Regions from separate parts of the Mus musculus genome. Here region 1 is linked to region 2. A link is a contact called in public HiChIP or PLAC-seq data. All regions are on one chromosome and are shown on one strand. The core of a region is the stretch at or near the end of the contact, and the rest is flanking DNA. Distances in the headings are between cores, read along the strand shown.

Region 1 (4,341 bases), core at 590-3,089, 620 kb before region 2:
TGATAGTCCTCTTCTGGCCTTACGTGGGCCAGCAGTATTTGTCCTTGGATCTGGATGCCACAGCACAGTGTTAACACAATAAATTCTCTTAATAAAGAACATTCATACGAAGATGAGATTCCGTCATTTTTGCTTTTCTTAAACAGCACCATTTCCCATCTGTTCTGAGTTTAGAGCCAAAGCCTGCTCAAGATAAATTTAATGTGTGTGGAGATGGATGTGGAGGAGTTCAAAGACCAGCCTGCTGGCTGAGTTGTCAAATAATAGAAACATCCGTAAATTCCTTCTTCTTTTAGCCCACCCTGAGGGGAAACAAATCAGAACAACAATAGCAAACTGTTAGAACTCCACACAGGACACAATAAAGGATGAATAATTCCATTCCAAGATCCCATCTTCTTGTCTTCTACTTTGTATCTCAGAGCAAGATGCAAGAACTAAGCATCCTTTCATTGCTTTCCAAGAAATAGCATCATCCATTTTCCCTAAGACCAGTAAAGATGTATTTGCACATCACTCTTACGCTCCAACTCCTTTAATGGTTATTCTCTAACACTAATTTGTGGGGTTTGTATCACTTTTTTTGTTCAAACCTCTTGAGCAAAATCAGGGGTTCCACTTAAAAGTAAGAATATTGCTCATTTTGCTGCTCTCGCCTCTTATTATGTTCAGGACATAAAATAGAAATTCTAGCACATCCTTCATCAATGGTCTTCTATTTTCCTGGTATGGATTCTCAATGGACACTCCTTCCCCATTGGCAGCAGAGAGATTTTCTCTGTACTATGGCTGCTGGTAAGTCCCAAGAGGGACTTCCAGATGGAGCAGCTTTTCTGAACCGTCCATGCACCAATGAGCCCAGTAAAGGCTCAAAACCTGGGCTGGGAGAGCATCTTTTGTTTGTCCTCTCAAAGCCTGCTTTATCTGTGGTGAATAGATGTTGTGTTTCACTTCCCAAGGAAAAATAACACAACTGCCAATTATGTCATACTGAGATAAACTTAACTAGGTCACAATGCACTGTCTGTTTTAAATATAAATAGATTTGGTTTCAAATATTTTGCCTCACTGAATGCCCATAAGTAAAATCAGTGACTTTTCTTCCATATGATCCGTCCCTGACAGCTGTTGTGTTTGCTCAGCCCCATCGCTTTTTATACCCTGGAAGAACTTATTTGAGATTAGACTTTTTTTTTTTCATTTTGGAGTTAAATTTATTAATTATGACATCTTCCAGAATTTTTTCTCTTTTGATTTTATAGTGCTTATGAAGTTGTTTTTTTCTAGTTTTCTCTGATGTTCTGAAAAACTGTAACGTTCTGTATGGTCAGGTATTCCATTGCCTGTGACCAGTGCTTTAGCAGGGGTCTGGAACCTGAGGACAGACATATTGGAAAGACTAAAGACATTGACCACCTGTTGACTATCAATCCAGTTGCCCAAAATATCTTGAACTATTGTTATTTATACAATCTCAAGCCTACTCACCTGAGCAGTGAAATAATTGGCTATTTTATTTAAAGAATCATAATGTCAGTATACATAAGCCTTATCATTACAAAAGCCCCCTTCCTCCTTTCCCTCTCCCTCTGGGTCAGTCACACAAATACCCTCAACCATACTCTGCAACTAAAATTTAACATTAGTTTCCCCCACCCCCAGTCACAATAGCAGTTCTCTGTCACAATACCTTTTATCACTGCAGGCAGAGACATGTTCATGTACCAAGCAACTTTTCCTGATATGCATCCACTAATTCCTGATTAAGTCTCTGTTGATCAGATACAACTTCCCCATTTTATAGGTCGCTGTTGATCAGACCCAGCTTCCTGAAACAGTTATGTGAGCCAGGACCGTTGTTCTCCACACTGTGACCAGCTTACTCAGTGTGACTGTAGCTGTGCCTCTAGGGACATAAGTATGTTTCCCAAATTACCCAGGATTAACTGTCACATCTGGAGGATGAGTAGGGTTAGAGAGAGGAGAGGAGGGTTTCACTCCTTGAATGAGTCCGAAGAAGAACATAGAATTCATTCACAGGTCTTTGCCAAGTGGGAAGGGGTTTCTATGGGCCTTGCTGTGTGAAGTCACCAGTGAAACACTCATAGGCCTTTCAAATTCAATCAGTTTCCATTTCTCATCTAATCTCAGCAGGCAGCATCTTCGGAGTCAGAGGGCTTTAGCCTTAACTTTGTTCAACTGTGATACTTTGTTATCTGCTTTCCACAGTTCCACCAGCTTAATTATCATTTTCAAATCTTATTAAGTTTGCTGATATTGTATCTTATTTTCTTTCACTAATTAACTATGTAAATTTAATTCTTTTGCCTTTTTACTAAATTTGGCATTAGTCTTTTGCCATTTTTATATTTAGCTAATTAACTTTCAAGTTTTGGTATTTTTAATAGTTATAAGTTGTGTCCTAAAATTGCTTTAGCCTATATCACACAGCATGTATATATACATATATATATATATATATATATGTATGTGTATATGATGTATATGTATATATCATGTACATATACACATGTATATACATATACATACTTTGTTATGTATATTATATATAATAATCCAATTTTAAGTGTTTTCTGGTATCTACTTTAGGAATTTGCCTCTTTCTCATTTTACTTAACCGTGTTCTTTAATTTCCAAATAGATTGTTCTTTTTTCCGTTTTTACTATCTATATCTGACTTGATTTTTTGTAACTGGTAAACATGAGTTATATGCTACCAATCTTTTGGAATTTATTGAAACTCACCCATAGTTCAGCATGTGGTTGATTTGTATGAAGGACATTTTCCTAGCTTAAGATAATATGCACCTACAGGTTAAGGTGGTGTCTCGACATAAGTTAGTTGTCAAAGATTAATGAATCATCTGAGCATAAACTCATTATTAATTTTTAAACCTCTTCCTCTTTTGATCAGTCACTCTTCCTCTATCTTATTCTATTTAACAAACACCCAAGAAATATTCTTGAATATCCCTAAAAATGATAAATAGGGAAGTCACTAAAAGTAAAATGTGAGTTATTAGAGATTTTAATGTCACGTCATGCTTGAAGAAAGTTAAACAGATTAAGGAAAACACCAACAACATTGATGGAAAGCTCTAATGAATTTATTAATATCATTAAGTCTTAATGCATCAACACAGCATGTTTAGCATCTTTGTATGCAAGGCATTAAAATCAAGACTAGACTTACATCTACTAAAATTCTAGAGGAATGAATGCAGAAATAAACATTTGGTAGAATATAGGATTTGAAATAATGTTCTAAACTAATGGGACTAACCAAAGTCCAATGGTTGTGGCCAGATTGAAGACAAATGCCCCTGCAGTGGGTGGTGGTGTGTGAAAGCATGCACAACACTGTGATGGGGAGATGTGGAAAGAGAATCTGTGTTATAATAATAAGAGGGCCAGAAAGAGAGTTTGTTCCAAGGAGGAGGGACATTTTCTCTGGAGTATAGAGCTTGCCCTGTTCTGCATTGCCATTTTATTTTAAGAGGTGAGGATTGCTATGATTTAGCATGCAACTTCCCACTCAGATACCCATATGGTGAATCCCAGCCTCAGCACCTCAGAATGTGACCACATTGGGAGACAGGACTTTTAAAATGGTCAACTAAAATGAATCTATGGAGGTAGACTGTAATGAAATCTGGCTGGAGTACTCCCAGTAAAAGGAGACTGAGTTACAGAGAAGGGTAACAAGCTTTGATGGGGGAAGCCCCTCTGAAGATCTGAAGCTGCAAGGGTCAAGGTTTTACTAGATACAAAAAACCATGATGAGTGTCTCTTCAAGAGCTTCTATCTCCAACAAATGATAAAACAAACTTCTAGGGTTGAAACCACCTTGAAAATGAGAGTCTTTTTTATAGTAGTCTTATCAGGACAAATACAGGAATGTCATGAAGAAATAAATAAAGGTACCAGCCTCTCTCTGAAAACCTTCAGTAGTCTTTTTTTTTTCAGTCCAATGTGTTTTTTATTTCCGACAACATTTCTTTTTTTTAATTAATTTATTTTTTTACACTCCATACTTTATCCCCCCCTCAATCTACCCTCTGACTGTTCCACATCCCATACCTCCTCCCTACCCACCTGTCTCCACGTGAATGCCCCCGCTCACCTGACCTCTAAACTCCCCGAGTTCCTCCAGTTTCTTGAGGGTTAGGTGCATCATTTCTGAATGAACACAAACACAGAAGTCCTCTGCTGTATGTGTGTTGGGGGCCTCATATCAGCTGGTGTATGCTGCCTGGTTGGTACTCCAGTGTCTGAGAAATCTCCGCAGTCCAGGTTAATTGAGAAGGTCCTCCTTTAGTA
Region 2 (4,477 bases), core at 336-2,835:
TAGAAGCATCTTACAGAATTTTAGTAAGCCATAAGTTACTTGCTAGAAGTTTATTAGGGAAAGCAGAAACTATTGGAGCTGTTTTATCATCAAGAAAACAGTGAAGGCAAAAGAGGTAGCTCGGGAGTTCAGAGCTCTTGCTGCTACAACAGGATATGGATTCTTAGCACTCATGTTTCAGGAGACCTGATGTCCTCTTTTGGCTTCCATGACCACAGGACAGGCACATGACACAAATACACACATACACTAGTACACATACAAAGAAGCCTTTAGGACATAGCATTACTGAGAGCCAGTGTGGAAGAGCAGTCCTGACTTGTGTTCTTGAGGTCCTTCAAAATTTCCAACAACATTCCTGAGATGAGTCATTATTTGACATGAGTATGTTACACATGAGAATAAAAAGACTTAAATTTCCTGTTCCACTTTTCTTTGAGAACACAGAAGTATAGAAAACAAGACTATGTAAAAGGAAATATGTTTTAGTGTAGACTAAAATGGCCCATGGTCCCGTAGGACCATGACCTTTCTCTAATGATACAATGCAGGCTTCAGCAATCCTGAAGATGATAGGTAAATAAAACCAACCAGCACTTCCCTTTCTTAAAAGGGTGGGTAACTGCGGATATAGAAGGTCAGCATAGTGGCTCATTGTTGAAGTGAATAGAAGTAAATTTGGTTTTCTTGAGTTACAATGCTGGAGGAAAAACTAGGCAGGAAGTCATACTCCCGCCCCCCACTACCTGTTTATAGAGGGAAGGATCAGGGTAGAGACTGAACACATTTCTTTGGGGAAATATTTTGAGTATTACAAATATATTACAGAATATTTGGGGAAAATATTTAGTGAAGGATTTTCTCCACTCTTAGATACCTTGTGTAAGTGGCACATGAATGAACAAAGTGCTGTCTTGAAGAGCCGGTTATTTTAAGACTATGAGGTTATGTGGCTCTTGTACAAACAGTTCAGTTCTACAGAGCTGCTTATCTCTTCACCGTCATCTCGGTGGTTTGCCTACTGCAGAAACTGTTGGGGTTTATTTAAAACCACATCCAAATACTGTGGCTGTTAAGAAAGAGTACTCTCTGGAGCTAACTGACAGGCAGACTGAGAGACCATCTAAGGCTATCTATGGATAGATTTGTTTCTTTTCCTGTACATAGGTGACCATATTATTGAAAGAGACGGCCTGTAGTAAAAAATATTTACATAGATTGATTACTAAGAAAGCCAAACTTTATAGAGTTACCTGAGAAACCTGACTCCAGAAGACTTCCGAGAGGCCAGCAGTTTGTTATTTCAGGGCCGTTGGAGCGACTGACAGATCAGCCATGTTGCAGCAGCTTCTGCTGTCCATTGACTTCTTTTTATTAAATGTATTGTCTGGCTAGTTAGCTAATAATTTGACTACCTATCATGGCTGGAATCTTGGATTGAGTGAAAATGAGAAAGGAGGAGCCAGAGAGGTGGCTCAGTAGTTAAGAGCATTTGAGGCTCGTGTGAAGGACTAGAGTTTGGTTCCTAGCTTTCAAAATTGCCTACCACTGTAGCTCCAGGGAACCTGATATCTTCTTCTGGTCTCTTCACCATCATCTTGGTGTTTTGTGTACTGCAGAAACTGTTGGGGTTTATTTAAAACCACATTCTCTCTCTCTCTCTCTTTTAAAACCACATCCTCTCTCTCTCTCTCTCTCTCTCTCTCTCTCTCTCACACACACACACACACACACACACACACACACACACACACACACAGAGTGACAGAGAGACAGACACATGGACACACACACACCACTGAACACACAATAGTAGTTTGTTTTGGAACGTATATTGTCAGCGGCAGGACGGCATTCACTCTAGAAGCCTTCTTTGCATTCCAGGAATAACTGCCAACTCTTCAAGCCTTCAAAGGCCCATGAACTAGGCGTGTTTCCACTTGCTCAAGAGGCCTCTGGCCGCATGCACTCAGGTGTGGCACAACTAGTTAAAGGGTGTCACTTGATTACATCCCTTTCTGCAGCAGGGCATGCTGACTGAGTGAGCCAGAACTCTTCCTGCTTTCAGACCCTGGCCGTCCAATAAGCTGCTCCATACAGAAAGGAGGCTGTCTTCGTCAGGGTTTTACTGCTGTGAACAGATACCATGACCAAGGCAACTCTTTTGAGGACATTTAACTGGGGTTGGCTTACAGGTTCAGAGGTTCAGTCCATTATCATCAAGGCATGGTACAGGAAGAACTGAGAGTTGTACATCTTCATCTGAAGGCTGTTAGGAGAAGACTGGCATCCAGGCAGCTAGACTGAGGGTCTTAAGTCTATGCCCACAGAGACATACCTACTCTAGAACTGCCACTCCTCAACACGGTTGCCCGTGACATGAGCAGACCTGTACCTCTGACCTCAATGACTGAGCGAGAAAAAAGGGTTGAAGAAGCTTTACACCCAGCCCCCGTGTCCTCTTGTCTTAGTTTGCTTTAGCTCTTTTCCACCTTGACAGTCTGTGGGGTGTCTCAGGATTGTTCTCCAGCATCGCTCACTGTCAGACACTGGGCCTTCCCACAGCAGTCTCTGATGTGAGGACTGATGAAGTGGATGTCTCGAGTTCTGATCCTCCATCCAGGATGAGGGGCGCACAGACCGACTTCCACCACCAAATTTAAGGTTGCCAGAACAGATGTGTGTGTGTGTGTGTGTTCTATTTCCTGTTACTAGACCCTCCAGTCTGCTGTCACCAAGGCCAATTGTACTGTCCTGACTTGTTTCGTATTTGGGGCTTCGGGGTTTTCTTCCCAACAAAGACTAAGAATTGCAGTTTTACATTTTTTAAAAAGTTTATGTTTTGTTCTTTGAGCCTCCCCCCTACCCCCGAAAAGACAGGGTTTCACTGTGTATCCCTGGCTGTCCTAGAACTTGCAACTCACTTTGTAGACCAGGCTAGCCTCAAACTCACAGAGATGCTCCTGCTCCTGCCTCCTGCATGGTGGGTTTAAAGTTGTGTGCCACCATGGCCCCCCTCACCTCTTTCTTGATTATTGACATCATTCCCATCATTCCTCTCTTTCTTTCCTAAGAATTTAGTCTACACTCTGATATCGTGACTTTTGTTTTTCATGGGTATTGGGGGAATATATAATCAACCATCTGATCGCAGTAATACCCAATAAATCTCATATGCCACCATGAGTAACTGAGCTACCTCTAATGGTGACAGCATCCACGTGGGTAAATAGGAATGAAAACTGGTGTAGCCACTAGGGAAGTCGGTGTAGGTTCCTCAAAATACTAAAAATAACGACTACATGACTAAGCTATTCAGCTCCTACATATAAATACCCAAAAGACTCTAAGTCAACGTACCACAGAAATATTGCTGGTCCATGCCTATTTCTGACTATTCTCATTACCAAAGAAATGGAACAGGATTATATATTACCAGCAGATGAATGGATAAAGAAAATACGTATACGTATGCACAATGAAGTTTTATGAAGCCATGAAAACATTTTAGATCATGCAGGAGATTGGCAGAAAAACAGGTGCAACTGGAGATCATTACATTAAGTAAAATGAGCCAGCTTCAGAAAGACAAATATGCCATTTTTTTCTCATATGTACAATTTCATTCTCTATCTCTCTCTCTGCCTTCCTCACTGCATGTGTGTCTGAAAGGGGACCATGGGATGAGAGGAAGAGATCTCAAAGCTAAGCAAGAGATGAAGGGGGACAAAAGAGAGTAATGTGATGCTAATGACAGAAGAGCAGAACCTCTTAGTGGGAGGCAGGGGACCACTTCCTCGACATGAGAGTAGGGGCACTGGAGGAGAGGGATCAGAACACAGTTCAATGACATACATGTATGAAGATTCTATAAGGAAATAAATGCATGCCTTTGTGTGGTAACTTAAAAAAATAGAGGAGAGAAAATTTGCCAATGTTTCAGAAGACTTCAGACTTTTGAGCAATGCTGGTACCAAGTCAAGGAAAACAATTGCAGATAGACTGAAGGTATCTTGTATTGTGAGAGGTATGCGAGCCTTTTTAAATTGGGGTGGAAGATTATGGCTTAGATTGTCAATATCTCCTAATGTCTACTATGAAAAAAATGGCCAAAGTTTGGGCTCTTGTGAAGATTCTGATCTCATGAATGGACTAATTTATGTTTGGACTCATGGCTTAGTGAGTTCTAGGAAAAAGGCCTATAAAAGTGAGCTCTCTCTATGTTTTCTGGTCATGATGTGATAGCTTTGATCTGTTATTTACTTCCCACCATAGATGTTCTGCCTCATCACTGGCCTGTGCACTAGAGCCATCCAAATGCTGACTTTTGCCTCTGAAACTGTAAACAACCCCCCTCCCCCGAATAGGTAAAATTTAAAGATTAAGTGAAGGGTTATAATATAAACAAATTAGGGTTTTCTTAGTCAATTTTGAATGAGAAGATATATTTTATTTTCTAAAGTAAATTTGTTCCAAT

The links. HiChIP or PLAC-seq counts read pairs in DNA pulled down with a chosen protein or histone mark.
Region 1: a RAD21 HiChIP or PLAC-seq map of pro-B cells shows a contact between it and region 2, with 4 times the contacts expected there. The contact joins two enhancer-like sites. A contact is called at or near these places in 2 of 15 datasets of contacts at CTCF or cohesin (large pre-B cells and pro-B cells), 3 of 484 Hi-C or Micro-C datasets (the G1E-ER4 cell line, adipose-derived mesenchymal stem cells and large pre-B cells), 3 of 115 datasets of contacts at active chromatin or transcription factors (bone marrow-derived dendritic cells, bone marrow-derived macrophages and large pre-B cells) and 2 of 9 other capture datasets (adipose tissue and embryonic stem cells).

What each region holds. Positions count from the first base shown.
Region 1 is chr16:65,375,964-65,380,304 of GRCm38.p6, reverse strand. No RefSeq gene overlaps it. Among named protein-coding and RNA genes, the nearest start is that of Pou1f1, 140 kb to the left of the region's middle. Within about 2 kb of position 1,839, at least 19 of the 459 cell types and tissues checked have an H3K27ac peak or open chromatin away from gene starts, as enhancers often do. A contact at or near this core is called in pro-B cells, where this site is marked.
Region 2 is chr16:64,755,284-64,759,760 of GRCm38.p6, reverse strand. No RefSeq gene overlaps it. Among named protein-coding and RNA genes, the nearest start is that of 4930453N24Rik, 13 kb to the left of the region's middle. Within about 2 kb of position 1,585, at least 105 of the 459 cell types and tissues checked have an H3K27ac peak or open chromatin away from gene starts, as enhancers often do. A contact at or near this core is called in pro-B cells, where this site is marked.